Regions from separate parts of the Hordeum vulgare genome. Here region 1 is linked to region 2. Evidence: chromatin contacts called from public Hi-C data. All regions are on one chromosome and are shown on one strand. Each heading gives the region's core, a stretch centred on a gene start, on an enhancer-like site or on the middle of the called end of the contact. The rest is flanking DNA. Distances are from core to core; before and after follow the strand shown.

Region 1 (6,742 bases), core at 1,280-3,779, 840 kb before region 2:
TCCTGGCCTTTTGTCTTCGAGGTGCTGCAGCGCTACGGCTTTGGCGTTCGCTTCCGAGCATGGATGGCCATCCTGCTATCTTCAACAAGCACTAGGGTGCTGCTCAATGGCGACCCGGGCCCCCCCATTTGGCATCGTCGTGGCTTCCGGCAGGGCGACCCGTTGTCCCCGCAGCGTCAATCGGGCCACCTCGCTGGGAATCATGCAGCAGCTCCACCCGCGGCGCACGGTGCCAGCAATCTCGCTGTACGCAAACGACGTCGTGCTGTTCTGCCACCCTTCACCGGCCGAGATCACCACTGTCAAAGGAATCTTGCACCTCTTCGGCCGCGCCTCCGGACTCCACGTCAATTTCGCCAAGAGCACGGCGACCCTCATTCGCTGCGACGAGGACGCGGCAACCGCTGCAATACAACTACTCGGTTGTCCCATCGCCGAGCTCCCAGTTACCTACCTGGGAATCCCACTCACGATCCGACGACCGACGGCGGCGCAGCTGCAGCCCCTGGTGGACAAGGTGCAAGGTGCGGGGCCAACTTCCGTCTTGGAAGGCTTGGCTCATGAACAAGGCTAGGCGCCTCGCGACGGTGAAATCAGTCCTCTACGCAGTTCCCATTCACCAACTGCTCGTCTTTGCGCCGCCCAAGAAAACCATCAAGCAACTTGAGAAGATTGAGCGCGGCTTCTTGTGGGCTGGCCGCGAGGCTGCCAATGGGGGAAACTGCCATGTAAACTGGCGTCGGACCTGCCGTCCTATCGAGCTCGGAGGCCTTGGCATCCCAGACCTCGAGCGCGCCGGGCTGGCACTTTGTCTGCGATGGCTATGGCTCAGCCGCACCGACCATGACAGAGCGTGGAGCGGGCTCGACCTACAGTTCTCGGCGGATGAGCGCACCCTGTTCTTCACCTGCACCACAATGACCCTGGGAAACGGCCTCTCGGCCCTTTTCTGGGATGACCGCTGGATTGACGGCCGATCCGTCGGCGAGATAGCGCCGCAGCTCCACGCCTGCATCCCCACACGCAAGAGGAAGGTGCGGACCGTCGCGGAGGGGCTCAATGCCAATGCTTGGGCTAGCGACATCGAGGGCACTCTCGGCGTCCACGAGATTGGTCAGTACATCCGCCTCTGGAACACCATCGAGCACACCATCCTGATCAACACGCCCGACCAGCTCACCTGGAAGTGGACCATGAATGGATCATACACTACCAAGTCTTACTACAAGGCTACCTTCCAGGGATCCATCCCCAGCGCCTCCTCGAAGCTCATATGGAAGAGTTGGGCACCACCCGGGGTGCGCTTCTTCCATTGGCTTGCTGACCAGGACCGATGCTGGAACTCAGATCGCTAGGCTCGACGAGGGCTGCAGCACCACGACCCTTGCCTCTTGTGCTGCCAGGACCCCGAGACGATGGACCACTTGCACCTCCACTGCCCCTTCTCCAGGCAGGTACGGAAAGATGTCATCACCTGGCTTCGCTTGCCGTGCACACACCCCAGCCACGAGTCTTCCCTTCTTGCCTGGTGGCATAGCGCCAAGCAGAGTATTCCGCCCATGCGCAAAGGCTTCGCCTCCATGGCCCTGCTGACCCCGTGGATGATTTGGAAGCACCGCAACAGCTGCGTGTTCGAGGGCACCCAACCCTCGGCCAACGACCTGGTTGCGAGGATCAAAGACGAGGCGTCCCTCTAGACCAAGGCGGGAGTGGCTGGCCTCCGCGTCATCATCCCCCAGACCTGGGACGTGCACTAACTACGTGTAATCATCATCAGTATTGTCCCTCCTAGGAGGATTGTAACATAAACTCTACCTTTTCAATACAAAGAAACGCATGAATCTCACTTTTCAATACAAAGAAACGCATGAATCTCACTGCGTTTTCTCGAAAAAAGAACTTCCTCAGAAAATTTAGTAGCCATTCAAGTGCAGATCCTCTGAAACCCTCCAATTGCCCAATCAATCGTTCCACTAATACTCCTGACTTGCGAGTTCAACTAAACTAGTATAGCCCAGATCCCTCCGAGATCTCAACTCAACAATATACTACCAAGAAAGCATGGGAACAGGCTAGAGGCGTACCACGTCCTGCAAGTGGATCTTGGAGGGTGGCGCCGAGGCTGCTCGATGGAGACTCTTCTCTTTGAGACGCTGGCAAATTCGTGTCCTGGCCGCTGCTCCCCTCAACGGCGGAACAGCGAAGGTGCCGGCGGCGGCAGTGGAGGGGCTCGGGCGTGCATGAGGACAGATGGGGAAGGGAGATGTGGTGGCGACGGAGGAGGATACTGCCGAGTTGCGGTGGCGGGCGGGAGAGCAGCGCTCCTGCGCTTCCCATGGTCTCTCGCGGGAGCTCGATAGGTGATAAACCGATAATTTTCTGCTTGCTACAGCCAGTTCCGTGTAGGTGTTGCTTCCAGACCTTCTTCTTCTCCTCCCTGGCTCCTCGGATATGCTTCTGCCATTTTTTTAGAATCTTTTTTTTTAGGAATTTGTTTAGAAGCCTGGATGTGCTTCTGCTGTTACCGGCCACACAAGTCCTCGCCAGCACGCCCCGGCCACACTTTTATCAGGTTGTGTGCCGTACCTGCTTGAAGACTTCGCCTCACAGATTGGCCGTACAATGCCCTAGGAGCATCTTCAGCCGTTTGATATTCGAGGAGGCATTTTATTTTTTTCGCGGCTTAGGAGATTGCCGGTGAAAATTTTAGTCTAAAGTGTACATTTTTCACTCGTTGTGTCTCTAAGAACAGTGTTGGGGCTCATGAAGGCAGCGTCATTTCATCGACAGGTCGGAGATAGCGTCGTGGCAGCCCTCGTGGTCGAGCACACAGACGAGCATCTTGAGCGCGGCGGCCTCGACGACGAGCGCCCACTCCGAGTGGACGGAGAGATCGAGCGCCTTAAGCAAGGACGACAGGTCGGAGGCCCTCCGCCCTGGTGCCCTCTGCCCCGACCGCGAGCTCCGCCCCAGTGACGCTTCCTCGACAAGTGCCTCGAGGTCTTCCACGCCCTTCCCACCGAGCGGCGGCGGCGGCGGCGCAAGCGTGCTAGGTGTGGGCTGCCATGGCCGTGTCCGTGTGTGCATGGAGGGACAGAGAGATAGGATGGATGTGTATGGAGGGGGCATGTGGGTGGGCCAGGGAGGGAAAGGGAGGAGAGTGGCGCTCGCAGGTGGGCTAGCACTGTAAAACGGCGAAATTAGCCCCCTCCCCCCCCCTGTGCCCTCCATCTCCCTGGGGTTTGCCTTGGGGATGCCGACGCATTTTTTGGTCAAATCCGATGAAAATTGAGAAGTTGAGGGCGAGTGGGAGGTTTTTTATTCATCGGCGGTTAAAAAGTGCTCTCGGGGCTTGTTGGGGGTGCGGCTGGCACTAGTAAATTTTCATGTTTATTATCTTTTGTTTAAAAAGGCCAAAATAAAACCTTAGAAACAACAACATAAGAGCAACTCCAACGCGCCGACCCAAATGGACGACGCTTGTGTCCGATTTTTATCCGTTTAGGTCGGCACCCGCTCGACGTCCGTCGCGTTTAAGATTTGGTTCGGCGGTATGCCCAAAGCCCGCAACCCATTTCATGTCCGCGCACACATTTGAAAAGTAGATCAAGCCAGCGATCATGCCATCGCCGAGAGTTCATGTCGGCACCAGGCCAGCTTCACAAAACAGTTCATGTTGGCGCATTTGCCAACGGCCGACACACATGCCAGCACAAAAAAAGGGACGGGAGTTCGACCATGGTCATGCCAGCGTACTTGCCAGCATACAGAAAAGGATGGCGCTCGACGTCATAGATGACTCGTGTCGATCTTGAGCATGTCGGCATGCATCTTCTCGAACCACGGTCTCTTCCTTGGCGACACGGTGTTGAGATCCACCTTCATGATCTCTACCCCCGTCATCATGCTAGCGAGAGCCACTTCTTTCGCCTTGGTCTTGGCATTGGCGGCCTCGATCTCAAGCATCTTGGCTTGCTTATCCGCCTCCATCTCAAGCATCATGGCTTGCTTCTCCGCCTCCATCTCAAGCCTCCTCCTTTGTATCTTCATGAAGGCGTTCATTTGCTCTTCCTTGTCTTGTTGGCGCCGCTCCTCCCTTGAATCCTTCTTGCTATCATGCCCTCCATGGTTGCGATCAAGGCGATCGATGCCGCATCCCGCTTGTTCTCCTTCTCTGGAGTTAGTCTTTCCCCACGGTCGTGGCTTCTCACCCTCCCCAACCTCCTTCACGACTTCCTTCCCTCATGCGCTATGAGGGCGGCATATTGGAGCTTGAACTTCTCTTCATCTTTAATGATCCTCCAACAATGATAAAGGTTGAAGGACTTGCCTTCGTGTTGGAGCTTGAATGCCTCCAAAGCTTGGAATGCCTCCAAAGCTTGGAATGCCTGCAAATGATTTAAACACACGCATATTAGCGAATGAACATGAAAACAAAGAAGGGTGCGTGCATGCATACCATGTCTTGCATGCCGATGCCGCTCACGGTGCGTGTCTCGATGCTCTCGTAAGTGGAACAAAACTTATTGCATTCTTCTTGGATCACCTTCCATCGCTTCGAAATGGACACCCACCCGTGCATGCTTTGCATTTGGTATGACGGAAACTTCTTGTGTTCGTGAAACTCACAATGGACATGAATCCAAAAGGTTGATGCCTTTTGTTCGGCGCCGACCTTGGGGTCTTGCCCAATGTCCCTCCAACACTCACAAAGGAGCTTGTCCTCAGCCGCTGTGTATGCTTTTGTCCGTTCGCTCTTTCGCTTGGGCTACACCCCAACGGCTTGGTGAAAGCACATATGCTCCCTTGGTGATTTTGATAATTCATGAAAACATACATTGTCTCTTGGACTAGTGCTTTTACCTATATATATATTAGGCTCCATGGAGAGCTATGGCTTAAGGTTTATGTGGAGATGCCCCTGGATGCTAGAAAGGAATAATATTGTCTCAAGCTTCAAGCTAGAAGACTCTCCATTCTATATTATGAGAAATCACTTTTGAGTCCATATGAAAGCCAATACTATATCTGTCTCGGTTGGAATTATCATTCTTTTGGAATCTTGACCTTTTGAAACAATTCTTCCAATCAGCCTATTTTTTGTTAAAGAGTTGACTATCATTGCAACTCGGTTTCACCGAATTGGGAAACCCGGTCCAACCGATTTCTCCAAGAGGCTTAAATATCAATCTCGGTTCTACCAACTCATTATGACTCGCTGACTCCGACTTTTCTGACTTTGTTGCTGTGATAATTACTTCCGGACTATTGTCTTAGGGGGAGATGACTTCTCTAGGGGGAGAAAAATATCAGTGTTCCCATGCAATATAAGAGTGAGAATCCTCTAGGATCCCTAACTTAGGGGGGGCCATTCAAGGACCTCTTATCCATACCTAAGGAGGAGAACATTCAATGAATACTACAGAATATCTAAGGGGGGAAGACAAATTCCAGGAACCCTTACAAACGAGAGGAGTATCCAGAATCCTCTTTATTCTCTCAATGAGCCCTTACCCTCCGACCTTTCTGTTTGGTAATTGTGCCAAAGAGGGAGAAATATCATCAAAGCTTCCATTCAGTGAACCTATTTATAGGGGAGAAATACTATCAAGAAGCTTATACAAAAGAGGGAGCAACAACACTAAGGGATCGATCCCTCAATTGGTATCAGAGCAAGGTCTCCAAAACCTTGGCTTAGCCGCCATTGGAGGAAGATGGATGTGATTAGTTCCCAGATTTTTAGTTGTAGAGTGCTTATTCTTGATGGGGAGTACTTTAGACAATGGAAAGATGAAATGCTTGATATATTCGATGAGTTCCATTTGCGCAAGTATATTGAATACCCCCATGCGCCTCCCATTGACCCCATACATCCTTCTCATGATGATGAAGTTAGTATGCTTGGTAATCTTAACATTGTCAATCTTTTCATTAGAGGTTACCAAGAAATGTGATTAATCAGTTGCAAAACTTTGAGTGGGCTCATACCTTGTGGAAAGACTTAGAGAAAAGATATCCAAATTATTCCTTGAAAAATCTTGATATCATTGTTCACAAATACATTGCTTTCCATAAGATGAAGCCAACCGATCCTAACTTCGACAAATGCCTATTTGAGCTTCGTGACCTCATGTGTGCTAAAGGAAATGTCATTACCATCAACAACATCATTGTTGAATCCATTCGAATGCATAGACTTGAACATTGTCATAGTCAAATTTCTGATGAAACTTTTGTCTCTTACGAGGAAACTTCATCCGATGATGACTATGCGGAACGTGGCTACTATGATGACGATGAGAACTTCGACACCGAGTATGAGAAGACCACGAGGAACCTTAATCTTATGGCTAACCTTAAAGACTACATGACCGGTGGTAAGGTCTCAACAGTGGATGTACCGATCACATGATCGGAGATAAAGACATGTTCCATGAGATTACACCAAACCATGGACCTCGGAGGTATGTGACTTTTGGAGACAACTCCAAAGGTGAGGTACTTGGTCTTGGTAAGGTGGTCGTATCTCATGATAGTTCCATTCAGAATGTCATGCTAGTAGAATTTCTTGGCTACAACCTACTTTCCGTATCTAGACTAGCAGATTTCGGTTCCGATGTGCTATTTACAAAAGTTGAATGCTGAATGTTTCATAGCGACAATGCTAACATCGTCTTTACTGCTTTCCATAGAGGTGATCAATACATTGTTGATTTCTCTAAGATATCCAAACCCCGTACAT
Region 2 (6,376 bases), core at 553-3,052:
TTTGCTTTTCAATAACCCATGAATTGAGGTTTGTACTACAAGTCCTCAAATTAGCGAAGATGTTTTGCTGCAAATATTTTATTTAAATCCTATTATCAAAAAGACTTCCCAAAACCACAAAATTATTATTTTAAAATTTACTTTCCTATTTTATTTAATCACCTTTTTATGAGGCCACAAATGGTCTTTTATGGAGAAAAAATATTTTTCTTTCTTTTAAAATAGTTGGGAAAATTTAGGGAAACTAAGTGGACATATATATTCCATATATAAGAGTTTCAACTCAGTGGGAATTAATTTATATGGATTTATCTACAGAAAGCCACTTCTGCCCATTTCTAGGGTTTTTCAGGTCTACATTGGAAAATTTCTCCAACAAATATCAAATTTCGTGTCTAGCCTCATTTTTAATTATCATAGGATTATGTTGAATATCATGGGCATTGGATCCCACTAGGTGTCCCTAGACATCGTCAAACACCTTCTGCCATAAACTAGAGGACAAGCAATGGTGGCCCTAAGTTATTCTCCTTGTTCCAAGAATTTTACCATAGCTTTTGCTAGCCCTCTACCACATCTAGTAACTTTGCCATGGCCCTTGATCAATTATAGAGGGTAACTCCCTCTCTTTACCTCTCCTTTTTACCTTGGCAGCACCTCTTTTACCCCTCTTCCATTATTAATGTTCACGCAAATGCCCCCAAATGTTTCCACAACACCTCTAGTGTGCTAGTGCACCACTTCCAACAAAGATATATCATGCTCATGTGGAAAATATGAGCAACCCTTCTAATACTTGATTTTTGGCAGAAATGTTGCCTTGAACTACAAGTGCTAGCTACAGTCCTCTCCCTAAGCTGAAACTTCGTAGTCTTGAAGTTATTGTATAGCCAAGGCTACTAGACATGGTGTCATCCCAAGTCCCCCAGTAGAAACCCTTTTTGCTAGCCCCAAGTTTGTTGCTGTAAACTTAACCACAGATGAAACCCATCCTACATAGACCCATATGGGTCCAAACTCCTCCATCACCTTTTACCATATGGGCCTCACACTCTAGGCAAGCTTTGGCAGAGCAAAATATGCCCTCGACACTAGTGGGCATGGTCACCACACCTTTAGCCTATAGAAATGGCGCTCTGCACTTTGTCCTCATCCTCTAACTCATGTCCAGCAGTGGCAGAATGTCCGAGTATGCCAGGAAATCCCTCTTGGCCTCCCACGCCCATCCACGACGCCAGCTTGCCTCCAAAGCTCCTCTGTTATGTGTCCTCGTCGTGCCTAGAGCACTCCAGATCTCCCGCGCTTCCCTCACTCGCCCCCTCCATTTTACCTCGCCCCAAGCCCCCACTCGACTCTCTCTCACTCCTCCTACTCCCAAGAACCCCCCTGGTCCGAGCCATTGGAGCCCCGGGCTCTGCACCCCCTTCTGATGGCTGCCATGGTCTGCCTCGGCCTCGCTCAAATGTGAGCTCCCTCGAGCCCCTCCTCTCCTCTCACCCTCAGCTGGACCACTACAAAGTCCCAACTCTCCTCCCCGTGGTCCATTCCCCCCTCTCGATGGCTCTCGCACCATGCCCAGTGCCGCCATCGATATCCTCCGCCATGGCCGAAGCTGAGGTCGCCCCCGACCGTCCCCGGGGCCAACGGCCACCCAGGTGAGTGTGGTAGGCCACCTCGGGCCTACCGGTGGCCGGAGCGCCGCCAAGGGCGGCTAGAGACATCAGGTCGGGTGCCGGCGCGTGCTTGGTCGAGCTCCCCCGCCTCTCCCCTACTCTGGCAGGAGGTGGGAGGTGGATCTGACAGCGGGTCCTGGTGGTTGGTAGCTAAGTCCCGGGCCCCCTCTTTAAGTGGACGTGCCTCCCACCGAGTTGTGTATTTTTGTGGTGAAAGCTTCTTCCTGGAAGGCGCCTTCGATGGCCTCCTATGTGTGCAATTGAAGCTGTTGGGTCGGCCCAATTGCTTATCCTGCCCCTGACGCTAAATAGCCTAGTGGTATAAAACCCTTCTCCCTCCTTTTTTTATCCACACAGGTTCAAATATCCATCAAATATTCATAATGACTCCAAATTTAATAATTGGAGGTCCTATAGATTTCTAAAATTATAACCTATCAAAATATGAGCATTGCACATTTTTACAAAAATCTTATATATAGTGTTCAAATTCAAATTTGAATTTGAACTACTCAAACTCCACCTTCCAAAATTCCTAGAGGACTCAAATCAACTCCAAATGGAGTGATTCCAATTTGTAAATGACTCTAAAATCATGCTCTATTTTTCTAGCCTAGGCGAACATGTTTCTCATACATTATTTTTGTTCGACCAAATAAATAGAACTTCCACCATTTATTCGAAAATATTAAATATGTAGGAAAATCATCCCAACTCCAAATCCAGTGAGACCAATTCAAAAAGTTTTCTAAAATCATGCCCTATCAGATAAATGCATCCACTCATTTTTTAAGATAATATTTTCTATTGACTTCTTGCGGGCCACTGATGCCTCCATTTCCACCGTTCGGAAATCTGTGGTGATCCAAATCTCTTAGAACAAGATTCATAATTTTTCTTATAACCAAAGATGTCCAAGAAAAATAAAACTCCTATTTTTAGAGCACTTTTGTTTTCTTCTTGTGGTGTTGCTCCTTGTGCGTGTTCCGGCGATAGTTGACGAGATAGACGAGGTGATCGGAGTGGACTAGAAGCTCGTGAAGATCCCAGACACATTGTTGAGCAAGGCATGCAACCCTTTGACCATGTGTAAGAAACTATTTTGATGCATCTCATATATAACACTTTGTTCCAATGCATAAGATCATCTTGAATCAGTGACTCCATAAGTTGGTTGTTTTCGATAACTCCTCATTGGCACTTGCACTTGAGCATGACCCTAACTTCCTATGAGGGTTGTGTGGGTGGGAAGTAGTTAGGTTGCTAGTAGTTGCTACGCAATGGGATGAGACCATGCATGGTGACGATAAAGGAAAGTGATTTCAAAGGGTTTACAAAAACCCCGTCGGGTGCCACTAATGCTCGAGGGAGATGGTGTGAGCTAAGTAGCCACTTGGGATAGAAGTGGTGTACCGAGGCTAGCGAGTGTGTAGTTTTTTCAGAAATCAGATTGGTTTAAGTTGCGACTGTTACTCCAACCTTACATGTACAACAATGATACCCCTTATGTGACAGGGCTTTGTTAATTACTATGGTTGGTGCTAGTAGAGAGCCCGCATTGGCGGGAATCACGTGGTCACTCTTGAGACGGGGCCGTGTCCAGAGAAGGGTGACCATGGGTTGTTTTCACAAACACCGGGCACACCATTGCGTGCCCTCGTGGATGACGCATGAATGTGCATCACGAGGGATTGTCACAAACGAGTGGTATCTTTGCTAGTATCATCATGGGAAAGGTGATGCTCGGATACTTACCTCGGGATTGAAAAATACCGTTACTCATGTCTTGACACGAAAGTTTCCTGAGTCTTGTGGGTAACGTGTGCAACCTCTACAGAGTGTAAAATTATTCGAATAGTCGTGTCCATGTTCAAGGACAGTTGGATGAACGCTCTTGGGCTACGTCCATGTTTACCAAATAGTGTGCACGTTTGAGAAAGGTGATCATGTGAGGAAAATGATACCTGAGCTAAGTCGGACAACTTGGCATGATGGGTGAATATGGGATGTTCAACCCTTAGTTGATATTGAAATCCATAACCTGTTCGTATGGATATCGTTTACCTCATGATGCATGCCTCACAAGAAATTGATCATGTCATTGCACTCAAAATTAGCTTTCTGCAAACTTACCTACTTAGTGCTATGTCATGCATTGTTATTGCCTTGTTCCACACATGAGTTGCTTGCGAGTACATTCAAGGTACTCATTGGCTTGCCACTGGTTAACTCGTTGACCAGGCATGATTGAACATGATATGATGAAGGTTATCTTGGTGACATTCATGCGGGCTAGTACGCTTCCGAGTCAGAATTCCTGTAGGTTAAGGTAAATGTCATGGGTTCACTCTATCGGTGAATATTTTCCGCTGCAATGTATATGAAAACTTGGCCATGAAGGTCATATTCGAGAAAAATGGTACATAACGGATGTAATACTCTTGTTATTCCATTTTTGTGTCTTGACCTAGCACTGATATCTGGGATCACTGTGCATGTACATTCGATGATCACGACTTATGAGTCGGTGTCCCCATAAAATACTTGGCTATTGGTCATGGTAACCGTCCGATTAGCATAGTCTAGCAAGGCTTCATGCGTGGTCAACCAATCCATGCTAAGGATCACATCCAAGCCTTGCGACTTTGAGATAATAAGGTCTCCTAGAAAGTCTACCCCGTGGATGTTAATCCCCACCGCTTTACATCCTATCTTGGTCCTTCATACAACACCAGGGTTTGTACCATCATATGACTACCCATAGGTGTAGGCTCCATACCACTCTCTAGTGCAAACTTTTGGGTAACAAAAGAATCTGAGGCACCACAATAAACAAAAAATGTTGCTGGCGTTGAGTTGACAAGGAACGTACCCAGTATGACATCCGGGTGTTCCTCGGTTCCTTAGCGGTGACGTGATTCACACGTCCCTTGCCATTGTTGGGCTGGTTGCGGGGAACTTGGTTCCTGGGTGGCGCTCCCCGACCCTTTCCTTCGTTTGATGCATTGGGGCAGGGCGCATCAGATTTCTTGTCAGTGCTCTGCCTTGAGTAGTGCCCGTACTGACCACATCCAAAACACGTGATTTGACCTGAGTTTTTGTTGTTGCCACAAGTGTTGGGGTTGTTGTATGATGTCCTAGGGTTGGCATACTACTGAGGCTGGCACCTCGAACAAGGTGGAGGAGTCCTTGCGTGGTGAGATTGATAGGTCGGCTTCGCTCGGGCTGGTTGCCAAGGCGAGGCATCTCGTTGCTGGAACTTCCCTTGCCGATCATCTTCCGCTCGTGAGTGTCTTCCACACCACAACGCCTGTTCTCCAGCATGAGAGCCTTGTTCACCAGACCGAAGAAGGTTTGGCAGTCGCAGACATCGAGTTGATACTGCAGTGATTGTTGGAGTCCTTCCATGAAGCGTTCTATCTTGGATGCCTCAGTGCTAACGTGTTCAAGTGCATACCTTGACAGGAGGTCGAACTTCTACAGGTACTCCTTGACAGAGCCACTTCCTTGCTTCAGCGCTCGAAATTCCCGCTTCTTGATGGCCATAATCCCTGAAGGAATGTGGGCAGTGCGGAATCCTTGCTTGGAATCAGCCCACGTGATCACACAGACACCTTGTACCTTGAATCCATCCCACCAAGCTCTGGCGGTATCTCCGAGGCAGTAAGAGGCATAAAGAACCCTCTCGCGTTCCTCATTGTAGTTGACTAATGCAAGGCGGTCCTCGATGGTGCGGATCCAGTCATCGGCATCTAAAGTCTCAGCTGTCTCTGTGAAGGTTGGGGGCGAATTCTTCATGAACTCCGACAGAGTAGAACGATCGTTGTCGTTCCTGCCTTGCTTTTGGTTGTTCAGAAGGGTCTGAGTCGTGTGTTGCATAGAAGCAGAGCTGGTTTGGCATTTCTCCCGCAGAACTTGGAGAAACTGAGCTATGGCCATGTTCTCCGGTGGAAGTGGTGTCGGGGGAATGTTTTCTGCCTAAACAACGAATGGCCATAACTTTGGGCCCGCAGCTCCGATCGAGGATAAACCAGCGCCCACGTCTTCGTCTCGTCGAGCCCTTTCGATAGTGTCATTTTCATATGATGTTTGTATAGTAGAAATGACCGTTTGGCCCTTGCCTTTGTTTGAGCCTTCCGAGAGGGAAACCCCCTCCGACAAAGCTTTCCAGTTTGTTATTGCGCTTCTTCCCGGAGTATTAGTCGACCGCCAGGCAAGCCAACCTCCTACCATGAGCTCCGAACTTGCGTGATAACGTTGCTTGCACTTTGTGTGTTTATCTGTATCACTTGTTAGCCTGCATTTGCATATAACTATGATAACATTAATAATAGTTCCTAGTGCTACTTTTCATCCAACAAACGCCCTCACATCTTGCTCTTGCATATTTAATTTATAATGCTTATATCCGGGTACATAGTGAGGTGCTATGGGTGACTCTAACGAACCCTTGCTTGCATTTTCTTTAATAGCGGCACCATGCTTGAGTCGGTGCTGTTTGCTGTTTCTGCCCGTCCGGGGTGGATGCCACAGTTATATTTCTCTTGTCAACAGTTGTCTCGTGTTCTAAGCTGCTTTTCGACCGTCGCGGGCAACTGTTGTATTTCTTTTCGTGGCGGTGACCCTATGCTCTGAGCTGATCTTCGACTGTCTTAGGGAACTGCTACTTTCTTCTTATCAACACCGCCTCATGCTTTGAGCTG

Evidence for each region. Hi-C and Micro-C count contacts between places; a contact is called where the count stands out from the background.
Region 1: a Hi-C map of seedling shows a contact between it and region 2, with 5 times the contacts expected there. The contact joins the promoter of LOC123443622 here to the enhancer-like site in region 2. A contact is called at or near these places in 2 of 6 Hi-C or Micro-C datasets (leaf and seedling) and 1 of 1 datasets of contacts at active chromatin or transcription factors (embryo).

What each region holds. Positions count from the first base shown.
Region 1 is chr3H:253,293,142-253,299,883 of MorexV3_pseudomolecules_assembly, reverse strand. LOC123443622 (sec-independent protein translocase protein TATC, chloroplastic) reads right to left here and starts at 2,529. Exons shown (of 4, transcript XM_045120095.1): 1 at 2,085-2,529. The coding sequence starts at 2,337.
Region 2 is chr3H:252,453,082-252,459,457 of MorexV3_pseudomolecules_assembly, reverse strand. No RefSeq gene overlaps it. Among protein-coding and RNA genes, the nearest start is that of LOC123443621, 480 kb to the right of the region's middle. Within about 2 kb of position 1,802, at least 3 of the 3 cell types and tissues checked have open chromatin away from gene starts, as enhancers often do. A contact at or near this core is called in leaf and seedling, where this site is marked.